2 separate regions of the Mus musculus genome follow, and region 1 is linked to region 2. Evidence: chromatin contacts called from public capture Hi-C data. All regions are on one chromosome and are shown on one strand. The core of a region is the stretch at or near the end of the contact, and the rest is flanking DNA. Distances in the headings are between cores, read along the strand shown. Region 1 overlaps Adgrb1 (adhesion G protein-coupled receptor B1). Region 2 has its middle 29 kb from the start of Slc45a4.

Region 1 (5,968 bases), core at 2,804-5,303, 880 kb after region 2:
TCCCAGGATGCCCTGGGCTTTCTGGGTACCATGAATGAGACAGAGTGAGGTTGGCTGGTCCTGGGGGTGGAATCGTGATGGCATGGGCAGTTGTACCAGGCTTGGCTAAATGTTTCCTGTAGACCTTACCAGCATTGCCCTGGGCCTGGGGCTGACCCCTGCTTTTCATAGTGGGGGTGCACACCCCTGGCTGGGGCTCTGCTGAGGGACTGGTAACAGGAACAACGGAGTAAAGGACTCAGCAGACTGCAGGACTCACGCCATGGCTTCTCTGGTTCTGTAATAGGGAGGGTGGTCAGGGAGGCTCTGTGAGGTCACATCAGAGGTCACCCCTAAAGGTGTTTACGGGCGGCCGAAGTAGAGAGAGGAGACACAGTGAGGGCTTCCCAGGGTGCGTGGGGTTGCCATGGTTATGAGGCACAAACAGAGGCTCTGTGAGGACTGTCCAGCTTCAAGCATCCTGGCTTCCATCACCTGAGAAACCTCCACTCAGGTTGGGGCTGAGCCTGGAGGCTGCTGCCTGCTCAGGGGGCCGTCCAGGAAGGACACCAGCATGGAACAGAGCAGTGACTGATCTTTGAACTGCTAGTCAGTTGGGCCCAGGCTGCAGGACACGGAGAGTCCCTGGGTGGGGCAGGCTGTTACATACACAGAGTCAGCAGCGGCAACGAGAATCTGCACCCAGAGGCTGAGAGGGCAAGGAAGGAGGAACCTGGCAAGGACCTCCCTTCCTCCCCTACTGGTTCAGCTGTGGAGGGGCAGTGGGGAAACTGATGTCTCTAACAAGGCAGGTCCGGGCGGTGGTGGTGCACACCTTTAATCCCAGCACTTGGGAGTCAGAGGCAGGCAGATTTCTGAGTTCGAGGCCAGCCTGGTCTACAGAGTGAGTTCTGGGCTGGGTGGCATGCCTCATGCTGAGTCCAGACTAGCTCTCAAGTTTTGTTTTTCCTTCAGGGGTGCATGAGGAGTCACCTCGTGGTGCCAGTCCTGTGGATAGAAGGTTTTTTTCCCAGTGACACTAGGTCATGGTCAGTCCAGGATTTAGGTTATGTTTTCTTCCCCACTTCCTATGACCTTGAGGAAACCACGTGTTCTCTGTGTGGCAGCTTCCTCATCACGAGATGTGGGGTAACCGTGTAGCCACACAGAGCTAGAAGTAAGGTGAGGACACATGAGGCAGATAGGAGAGTGAGGAAGGGAAGCCCCAGCTGTAGTGCATGGGGCAAGGATGGCCATGGATGAGAAACAGGTAGTGAGTGGGTGCTGACATAGCAACACCAGGCACGCCCTTCACCTCCAGGGCTGCATCCTACCTCCTTTGATGACAGTCAGTACCCGGTCCAGGTTTATGGGAAGGTATGTGGTCTCTTGGGAGCCCTGGGAAATACCATGGTGACCTCTCTCCTCTTCCCTCCTGCCTGCTTTCATGCCTGTATGATTGACAGATTTTCAGGAAGGAAAAAGGCCACTTAGCTGGAAGGGAAGGTCAAGAGAAGGTCTGAGGGAGCCAGGCTTCTACTCCTAAAGGCCCAGAGAGAGTGAGCAAATTCAGGGCCCATAATTAACCAGGCACGGCAGGCAGTAAAGGTCCTTACTCAGGAAGGGAGAGGAGGGGGTCCCTTGGGTTGGACCACTGGCGGAGACAGAGGAGCAGGTGGACAGAGAAAGTGTTATACTGTGCAAAGCCTCATGCCTCACTAGACCTACTAAGTGACTGCCTCTTTAAGCCCCTGAGACCATGTTTTTTTTTCTTTCAGCTACCATTGGAAGCCACAGGCAAACACCAGGAGCCTGGACTTTAGGAGTTATCGCTGCTTCCACTGTCTCCTGAAACCCTGCCCTGCCCCCACCTTGCCTTCACCCAGCCCCTGCCACTGGCTCACTGCCCTGGACGGCCCTGCCTGCTGCCGGACCCTGGCATGTCAAGGCCTGGCCTGCACTTGCCTGCCCAGCCCGCGGAACCCCAGCGGCCCCGCGAGCTAGGATGAGGGGCCAGGCTGCTGCCCCGGGCCCCATCTGGATCCTTGCTCCACTCCTGCTGTTACTATTGCTATTGGGGCGCTGGGCGCGCGCTGCCTCTGGGGCAGACATAGGGCCTGGGACAGAGCAGTGCACCACGTTGGTGCAGGGAAAGTTCTTCGGCTACTTCTCGGCGGCTGCTGTATTTCCGGCCAACGCCTCACGCTGCTCTTGGACCCTTCGCAACCCGGACCCTCGTCGTTACACGCTCTACATGAAGGTGGCCAAGGCACCTGCACCCTGCAGCGGCCCCGGCCGAGTTCGTACCTACCAGTTCGACTCTTTCTTGGAGTCTACACGCACCTACCTGGGTGTGGAGAGCTTTGACGAAGTTCTGCGGCTCTGCGATTCCTCTGCACCCCTCGCCTTTCTACAGGCCAGCAAACAGTTTCTACAGATGCAACGCCAACAGCCACCCCAAGACGGTGACCTCGGACCCCAGGGCGAGTTCCCCAGCTCTAGTGACGACTTCTCCGTGGAGTACCTGGTGGTGGGCAATCGCAACCCCAGCCATGCTGCCTGTCAGATGCTGTGTCGCTGGCTGGATGCCTGTCTAGCCGGCAGCCGCAGCTCACACCCCTGTGGCATCATGCAGACTCCCTGCGCCTGCCTGGGTGGAGATGTTGGAGACCCTGCTTCCAGCCCCTTGGTCCCCCGTGGGGACGTCTGCTTGAGGGACGGCGTAGCTGGTGGCCCTGAGAACTGCCTCACCAGCCTGACCCAGGACCGGGGTGGGCACGGCTCAGCAGGTGAGTGGAATCCAGAGAACCTTGTACAGTTCTGCAGCAGATGAAATGAGAGCGTGAGGGAGAGTGCAGTCCCCGAGGCTGGGGTCTGTTCGGGGCAACTCTTTTGTCATCCGGGTTGAGAGACCATGTGTAGAATTCAAATTGCCAATGGCTCTTCGTTCCCAGGATAGAAAGCCCAGCCCACATAGGGCGTGGCATGTGAGTGAGGGAGGGAAGAAAGGATCCGTAGCCAGTTTCCTCAAGCCACTTCCTCGGTTTAAATCTTCCACATGGGAGCACACTAATCTTCAACAACGACATTTTCCAGCATCCCTAGGGTACAGTACCTGGTGTCTGGGGACTAAAGTGGAGGTCAGCACCTCCCCAGGGTGGCGCATGGGAGCACGCATAGACAGAGTACTCACAGGGCTGTTGCCAGGAGGTAAGGTTTTGGGGCTCAGTGTAGCATGTCTATAGCAGCTGCCACTGAGGTGTGATAGTGAGAGCAGGGACACAATGCCATCCTTGGCCAGTGACCACAGGAAGAAGACACACTACCCAACAGTATGTAGCCATCCCAGGCAGAACCAGGGTATCAAGGACACCCAGAAACCCAGTGTTGAGAAAACCATTACCTTTACTCATGGGCTGGAGACCTGAGGACAATGGCCTCAGGATGGCAGGGTCCAGGCCTGATGGGGATGCAAGGGGTTGATGACTGGTCATGGTGCTAACAGTGTATCTTTATGAGTGTCGTATCTGTAACAAGAGGTAGGCCCTGCCTGCTGTGTGACCTGGAGGATAGCAGAGGTAGGGCTGTCCAAGATTTGAGCTGGAGAAACGAGCTGAGTCAACATCAAGGGGACATTGGGGAATAGGAAGACAAGTCTATTCATTGATGGTGTGTAGGGCCAAGGCAAGGCCTGACTGAGAACCTGATGCCAGGAGATCTAGAGTGAAATGCTGACGCCCGTAGGGCATCCCTCAGCCTTAAGCGTTTCAGAGGCCACAAGGCCATTCAGGCTGCAAAGGAATTTTCTAACCCCAGGCACATTTCTGGTCAAGGCCCTATGACAGGTCCCAGGTCTGGATCTCTGTGAGACCTAGGCTGAGGCGACCTCTTCAGGGTCCTCAGACGAAATTCTGAACATTCTGTCATTGTGATGGGAAGAAAGGGTGGAGGACCAGCCTTCCTGCCGTTTAGGCTGGAGGTCATTGTGACCTTGACAAAGGCGGGTTTCATTGTGTGACAGGAATGGGAGTGAGACCAAAGGGAACCCTGGAAGAATAGAGAGATGGGGTGGGAAGATGCAGGAGGATGGGGCCAGCTGTCACAAGCAGACCTGGCCATGTACCATACTCTGCCACTCCCCATCATTTAACCACCGTGAGCATTGGTTCCTACATCTGCAAAACAATTCTTGGGGTTGCATCACCACTTGATTTTTATTTGTTTCTGACTGGGGCCACAGTCACACCCCCTGGGCAGCAGCCTGACCTCAGTGGAATACTGGGGCAGCTACTGTGCCAGGGAGCTGCTGGATGTTGCTCTAAACCCCTTGGCCCAGCTGCCAGCAGCCAAGGCCTTCAGGGCTGGCATGATAGATGCTGGAGGCACCAAATGGAGGTGCTTGTGTGCTATGGGGCCGGGGGCAGTGTGTAGCTGCATTTATTTCCTGAGGAATGAGTATGTGAATGCCTTTGCTGCGGGAGCCGTGAAGTGGCCAGGTTTCTCTGTGGAGTGTTTACATGACCTTGAGAACAGAAGGACTTTGGGAGGGCTTGGTGCAAAGGAGTGAGGTACCGGGACTCCTCACAGGAGCCTGGATGGGGAGGTGGCTGGTGTTGGCCTGGTCATTTGCAGTGGGAAGGAGGAGGGAGGAGGAGGAGGAGAGGTTTGGTGCAACTGATGGACTGTGGATAAAAGGGTGTGGAGGCAGGAAGAGCAAGCCTGGCCCCATCAGGAATGAGGACATCCATGTGGGACAGAGGAAGCAGGACTGCAGATGCAGCTTAAGGACGATTCTAAGGGCAGAGTAGAACTCGAGGCTGAGACGTGTGTGACCCAGGTCGTAGGGTATGTGAGCATAGCCCTGGCCCCTGGTGAATGTGTACAGGCCCAGGCTAGAACATCGGCCTTGGAACCCCACTTTGGAGTCTTGGGTCTGACCCTGGCTCACCTGTGTTTCTAGGCCAGCCCAGCCCCTCAGTTCTCCTCTCTGGGGGCCTGAGAATGCCTTCTTCTGTCTCTGTGAGGGTAAGAGTGGGGTGAAGCAGCCAATGGCGAAGGGTTGGTGTTCTTGTTTATTGCTAGGCCCACTCTGGGGACCTAGGAGCAGAGGCAGACAGAGGCAGGGGTGTGTTCAGGTTGAACTTGGGCAGTTTGAGCATCAGGTCAGTATATGGATTCTGACAGTGTTGGCAGGTAGTACTCAGAGGCAAGTGGGAGGAGGTGTGTGTGCATGAATGTACATATATGAATTGTACATGTGTGTATGGTAGGGTGTACTTTGTGCACACATATGTACATGCATACATATGTGTATGGTGGCTACACCCATATATGAATACATATATAGTGTATTTTGCACATATGTGTTCATGTAATCACATGTTCACATGTATAACACATGAAAACCCAGTGGGTATACCGGTTTGATTATTGTGTTTGCAGTGTCTTGCATTTATATATGTATACTCTCATGTATGTATGCCAGCATTGTGTGAGCCCACATATGTCTTTGTTTATTGCTAGGCAGACTCCTAGTAATACGCCAAAAAATTTGTATGTGTACATGTGTGAACATGTGGGTGTTTATGCAGCACATTGTAACTGTATATGTGTCTGTGGGTGTATGTATATATGCCAGGTATGTATGTACCCAGCACTGAGCATGTAGGCTTGTGTGTGCATGGTGAGTATGTGTATGTGTATCCAGGGTGGGCTCTGTCTGTTTGACTTGCTTGGCTGCTGGTCTATTGGAAGATAGTTTGGAGAACACAAGGGCTAGGCCCCAGCATATGAGGCAGAGGGTGCGTTCTCATGTGTAGGGTAGACTGACCACTCAGCTCACATAAGGTGCCTGCATCCTGCATGCAGACTCTGTCACTTCCTGGCCGTGGGAGGGGAAGGAGCCCAACGGTGACAGCAATGGCTGTCACTGAGTGCAGACTTTGTTCTAGAAGTGTCACCTAGAGGTGAGTTCCTGCTTCCTATGGCC
Region 2 (5,916 bases), core at 571-3,070:
AGATCTGCCCGCCTGCCTCTGCCTCCCGAGTGCTGGGATTATAGGCTTGTGCCTCCACCACTCTGCTGCTCCGCAGTTTTTAAAACAAAGGTACCACAAACTACATCGCAAATCTGGAGTTCTTGTTTGTAAAGAACAGTGATCTCCCAGCTGCTTGGGAGCCTGGAGTGCCACGATAGCTTCATTGCTGTCTGCTCTCTTACCCGAGGAGGCCTGCTACCTACGTCCTTTCCATTTTCGGCCCTATGTGTGTGTGTGTGTGTGTTCCTCTTGAGACAAGAAGGCCCAAGAAGTTGTACCTGCCTCTGTACAGTATAGCTGACCCAGACAAGACTCACCTCTGGGTCACATCTCATTAGGTGTCCAGTCAGCAAGATGGCAGATGCAGGAAGGGAGGATTCTGTCTATTGTTGTAAGGTGTCTTTCCTTCCCTGCCCATCTCTGTGCCTTGACCCATGAGGAAATGAGGGCCCTTTCAATAAGGATGTCTGCACTGCACCCTGCGTTAATCAAGACAGCTACCAACTGGTGGTCTTCCCTGAACTGCTCCTCAGCCTGTGCTAAGAGAGAGGAGACTCCCGCCTCTGGAGTGCATAGCAAACCTGCTGGACCACAGCAGAGGGGAGGACAACGCTTGGCAAAACCCAAGAAGTACTCAGCAGAAAAGGAGATGGACTTAACCCACTCATATCTACCCACACCCTGCCCTTAGTCTTCTGTACTTTGGGCACTGGTATGATCCCATTTCATAGACAGAGAAGGTAAATGGGGGCGGGGGTACGTCTAATCTGAGTATCCTCTCTGCTTGCAGGAACTGCTGAAGATTGAGGGCAGGATGGCCCCAAGGGAAAACTGATGGAGGCTGTTGAGAGGTACGGATGCCTACGTGCATCTAGGGCACACTCCTGAGGGCCTGTCCCATCTGCCCTTCCACAGACCCTCCTCTGACTCTTCAGGACGACTGTCCTGATACCCTTTGAACTCTCCTGGGGGAAACGTCTGGCTTCTCTGCAGCGGGGAAAGCTTCAGATTGATAAGCGATAACCTTGGACTTGTGGGTTCCCGGGAGGGGAGGGAGGTGAAGCACATTGAAGCCCTGCGTAAATTAGGATGGCTCAGATTGTACTATGATTAAAATTCAATAAAGAACTGGGTGTGGAGATCCACGCCTGTAATCCCGGCCCCCGGAGGCTAAAGCTGAGGCTGCAGGATCGAGAGTAGGAGGCCAGTCTGGGCCACAGAGTGAGACTCTGTCACGAAACAGACAACTAAACAAAACAACAACAACAATAAGAACAACAGTAGCAACAAGCACACCCACTTATTAATTGAGGCCCCTTGCTACCTTGCCAGATCCCTTTACATCCGAAGGTAAGTTCACTCAGAGTACTGTTGCCTGCTTCTGAGCATGGGACAGGTGGTTCTGAAGAGGGCAGAGAGAGAAGGCATAGGCTGTGACCTGACTACACAGTCCCTGGGTAAGCACCTTTGCTCATACAACTGTTTGCTCTCATTTGTTTTGAGACAGGGATTCTCACAGCCCAGAAGGCCTCAAACTCACTAGGTAAACCAGGATTGGCATCAAATTCTTGATACTCCAGACTCTGTTTCCAGAGTGCCAAGATCATAGCAGACATGTACTACCATGCCCAGTCCAAGCTTAAAAAAAAAAAAGTGAACACCTTAAAAAATTCCTATTTTCCAGTTCCCCATTGTCTCAATTAGCATGCTAATTTAACTGCCAAAGATTTTGAACAACCCCTGTGAGCCACGCCCCTTTCTCTGCTCCAGGGCTAAATAGTTCAGCTCCATCCAGTATGCTCTAAAACCCTCACCCCAGCTAGCCTTGTTTAAGTGCCCTTCAAAGCATGTACCCTGGAGAAGCATCCCCCCTCTCTGCTTCCCCCCTGCTATAAGCCCCATCTGGAATGAAGTGGGTGGGAACCCCACGGAGTGGGGCAACTCCCTAAGAAGAGAGTGAGTGAGCCTAGACTCTGAGGCCAAGATCTCCCTCCAGCAAGGTAAAGACCTCTAGCCTCCCACAAGCCCTGAACGTGCAGGTCAGAGGTCCAGGGGTCTTGGCAATAAGGAACCTCAAAAAAAAAAAAAAAAAAAAAAAAAAAAAAAACCTCAGTCTTGGGCAGAGCTAGGTCAGTCAGGACTTTAGGCTCCAGAATTGGCCACAAAGCAGAGATTACTGAAATCCTTAGGAGTCCACAAATCTTTCCAAGGTCATGGGGCCATTTGGGACCAAATGACATGAGTATAGTCACATAATTTCCAGGGTGATCCCCAGGTCGTATGGATACCTGGGGAATCACATGACTTCTCGTGGAAGTTTGAATTCCTTCCACTGCCTCTGCATGCCAGACGAGTCCTTCCCTAAGCCGTCTTCTCCATCTGTGAAGTGAGAAGAAAATGTCCCCATAGCTCCAGCTCTGCAGTGAGGACACCAGGAAAGGATGATGAAGGACGGTCCCATTGAGGCCCAGGGAAGTTCAGGACAGCATCAGCATCAGACGGTCCCTCAGATAAAGCAGACTTGATAGTGAGTGTCTGTGGGTCCATGAAAGTTTGAGGCTAGCTTGGGCTACATCGTGAAAAATGTGATAAAAAAAAACAATTGACAGCAACAAAAAGATGTTCATTGTGCTGTTTAATTATAATCCTAGGGGAGGTGGAAGCAGGAGAATTAAGGACTCAGGTGTCAGCCAGATAGTCAGGAGGCAAAGGCAGGCAGATGTCTAGTTCTAGAACAGCCGGGGCTACACAGAGAATATCTGTCTCAAAAAAAAAAACAACCGATCAACCAACCAACCAACCAACCAAACAACCAACCAAACAACCAAACAACCAACCAACCAACAGCTTAGGCCCTGTGTGATCAAAGCCACCTTACAAGCCAGGCATGGTGAGCCAGCGGCACAGGTCCATCATCCCAGCACTCAGAGGCAGGAGCAGGATCATGAGTTCAAGGGTAGGATACCATCTCCAACCACAAACAAGCTGCCTTAAGCACATAGCAATCCAGTGCTGTTGGTGCCCCTCTGTAGAAGAGGAAACAGGAACCGAATATCAGGCCTGGGGTCAGACAGTGGGTAAGTGGCCGAGCAAGGATCTGAACCCAGGAAGGCTGTCTAGCTTTTGCAAGCAGCTTCCAGGCCTATAGGGAAAGGGGTGGGGGTGGGAGGGAGTGTAGCACAGCACCACATATCTAGGTCACCCTGTCAAGAGGAGCAGGAGCAAGGGAAGAGTCTGGCCTCAGAAGCTGCAGCCATGAACCAAATGACCAGGGTGACCTGGAGAGGAGGCAGGGAGCCAGCCGCCCACAGCAGGTGACAGGGTGAGGCACCTGGCACAGCTCTAAGAATGAAGGGTGAAGACAGGTTATGTATGGGACCGCCCCACTGGCTGGCATCAACAAGGCACTGCAGTCTCCAGGGTGCTCCTCCCTATGGGGTCACAGCCCTCAGCCAGGAATCCATCTCTTAGGACAAGACCTCGCATCACTTGGAGCTGTCTCTCCTCCCTCTCACCTTTGTGATCAAAACCTCCTGACCCTTGCTTTTCTTGGGCCAGACTGCCCGGTGTGCCACCCCTCCAGACAGCCTTCACAGGTCACTGTAGCTCACAGTAATTCCTGCCTCCCTCAGCGTTCAGCCGACAGAAAGCTGAGAACCAGTGATCTGACTCGGTGGATAAAGGCACTTCTCACCAAGCTTGACAACCCGAGTGTGATAGTGAGAGGAAAGAATTGATTCCCTAAAGTTGTCCTCTGTGTGTTTACATTTTACACACACACACACACACACACACACACACACACACACACACACACACACAGAGCGCAGATAGATAGATAGATAGATAGATAGATAGATAGATAGATAGATAGATAGATAGGTAGATAGATAGATGATAAATGGATGGATGGGTGGGTGGGTAGATAGATAGATGTAATTGGGGGGGGGGGTTGAGACAGGGTTTTTCTGTGTAGCCCTGGCTGTCCTGGAACTCACTCTGTGGACCAGGCTGGCCTCAAACTCAGAAATCCACCTGCCTCTGCTTCCCAAGTGCTGGGATTAAAGGCATGCGCTACCACTGCCGGGCTTAGATGTAATTTTTTTAAAAGATTTATTTATTTTATATATGTGAGTACACTGTCTTCAAACACAACAGAAGAGGGCATCAGAACCCATTACAGATGGTTGTGAGCCACCATGTGGTTGCTGGGAATTGAACTCAGGACCTCTGAAGGAGCACTCAGTGCTTTTAATCACTGAGCCATCTCTCCAGCCCGATAGCTGTCATTTAAAAGCAGAACTAACTGGAGAGCCAGGCATGGTAGGACACATGCTTATACTCCCAGCACCTGAGAAGCCTGAGAAGGAGGAACTTTAATTTGAGGCCAACCCCCAGCCTAATCTGCATGGTAATACGCTTTCTCAAAAGAGGATGGGAGGAATGAAGAAGGGGTAGGGCAGCTGGGAGATGCTTGCCCTCTTTGGATGAAGTCTGGAGTTCTGGGTCAGTCCCCAGCACTGCATAACACAAACTGTGATTGCATAAGTCTATAATCCTAATTTGGAAGGTAGAGGCAGGAGGATAACAAGTTCGTCCTTAACTACATGATAGGGTCTAGGCCAGCCTATGTTACATGAGACCATGTCTCAAAAAGCTAAGAAAAAAAAAACAAAAAACAAAATAAAGCCTATTTCAGATTCCCAGAACTCATTGTTAGCATTCTGTCTAAACTCCGCCCCACAGTTACCTGGCAACAGTCAGGTATGCTCTGCCCCACAGTTACCTGGCAACAGCCAGGTATGCCTGGCTCACTATAAAAGGGGCTGCTTGCTCACCTCCTTCTCTCTTGCCTTCTTGCTCCCTCTCTGTCCCCTCACCCCTTTCCCCTTCTCTCCCCAATCCCTCCCGCCCCCCATGTGCTCATGGCCAACCTCTACTCCTCTATTCCTCTACTTCTCTTCTTCTTCTTCTTCTTCTTCTTCTTCTTCTTCTTCTTCTTCTTCTTCTTCTTCTTCTTCTTCTTCTTCTTTCTTCTTCTTCTTCTTCTCCTCCTCCTCCTCCTTCTCCTCCTCCTCCTCCTCCTCTTCTTCCTCCTCCTCTTCCTCCTCCTCCTTCTTCTTCTTTCTTCTTTTTTTTGGGGGGGGGGTTTGTTTGTTTGTTTTTCAAGACAGGGTTTCTCTGAGCAGCCCTGGCTGTCCTGGAACTCACTCTGTAGACCAGGCTGGCCTCGAATTCAGAAATCCACCTGCCTCTGCCTCCCAAGTGCTGGGATTAAAGGCGTGCGCCACCACCGCCCGGCCAGGCAGATTTCTGAGTTCAAGGCCAGCCTGGTCTACAGAGTGAATTCCAGGACAGCCAGGGCTGCTCAGAGAAACCCTGTCTCGAAAAACAACAACAACAACAACAACAAATCCAAAAAAACAAAAAAACCACCCCAAAACAAACAAACAAAAACAACAAAAGAAGAGATCTTATCTCAAGATGATAGTGAAGGCTAACACCAGAGATTGTTTTCTGACCTGCCCCCACCCCTACACACACACACACAAAGAAAGATGAAAGGAAGGAAGGAAGGCATACAAACAGAAAGAAAGCAAGAACACTTAGTTTCTTCACCAGGGCAAGGGTGGGATGAAGCAGGCCTCATTCCATGCTGGGCACTGCTAGAACGAGCAGGCCGTGGTACACCACAGAAACACAGAAAATTGGTGGTTTCTTTTTTTAAAACAACAACAACAACAACAAAAACAAAACAACAACAAAAATAAACAAACAAACAAAAAACAAAACAAAAAAAGGGAGCTGGCAAGATGGCTTGCCACCAAGACTGACAACTGGAGGTTGTCTGTCACATGGTGGAAAGAAAGAGTTGACTCCCGGAAGTTGTCCTCT

The links. Capture Hi-C pulls out chosen DNA fragments and counts their contacts.
Region 1: a capture Hi-C map of embryonic stem cells shows a contact between it and region 2, with 2.3 times the contacts expected there. The contact joins two enhancer-like sites. A contact is called at or near these places in 2 of 39 promoter capture datasets (hippocampal neurons and liver), 2 of 15 datasets of contacts at CTCF or cohesin (large pre-B cells and pro-B cells), 1 of 484 Hi-C or Micro-C datasets (embryonic stem cells), 6 of 115 datasets of contacts at active chromatin or transcription factors (acute myeloid leukemia, astrocytes, embryonic stem cells and 2 more) and 1 of 9 other capture datasets (embryonic stem cells).

What each region holds. Positions count from the first base shown.
Region 1 is chr15:74,527,173-74,533,140 of GRCm38.p6, forward strand. Adgrb1 (adhesion G protein-coupled receptor B1) reads left to right here. Exons shown (of 31, transcript NM_174991.3): 2 at 1,758-2,768. The coding sequence starts at 1,985. Among named protein-coding and RNA genes, the nearest start is that of Adgrb1, 14 kb to the left of the region's middle. Within about 2 kb of position 4,054, at least 10 of the 459 cell types and tissues checked have an H3K27ac peak or open chromatin away from gene starts, as enhancers often do. A contact at or near this core is called in embryonic stem cells, where this site is marked.
Region 2 is chr15:73,651,186-73,657,101 of GRCm38.p6, forward strand. No RefSeq gene overlaps it. Among named protein-coding and RNA genes, the nearest start is that of Slc45a4, 29 kb to the left of the region's middle. Within about 2 kb of position 1,821, at least 10 of the 459 cell types and tissues checked have an H3K27ac peak or open chromatin away from gene starts, as enhancers often do. A contact at or near this core is called in embryonic stem cells, where this site is marked.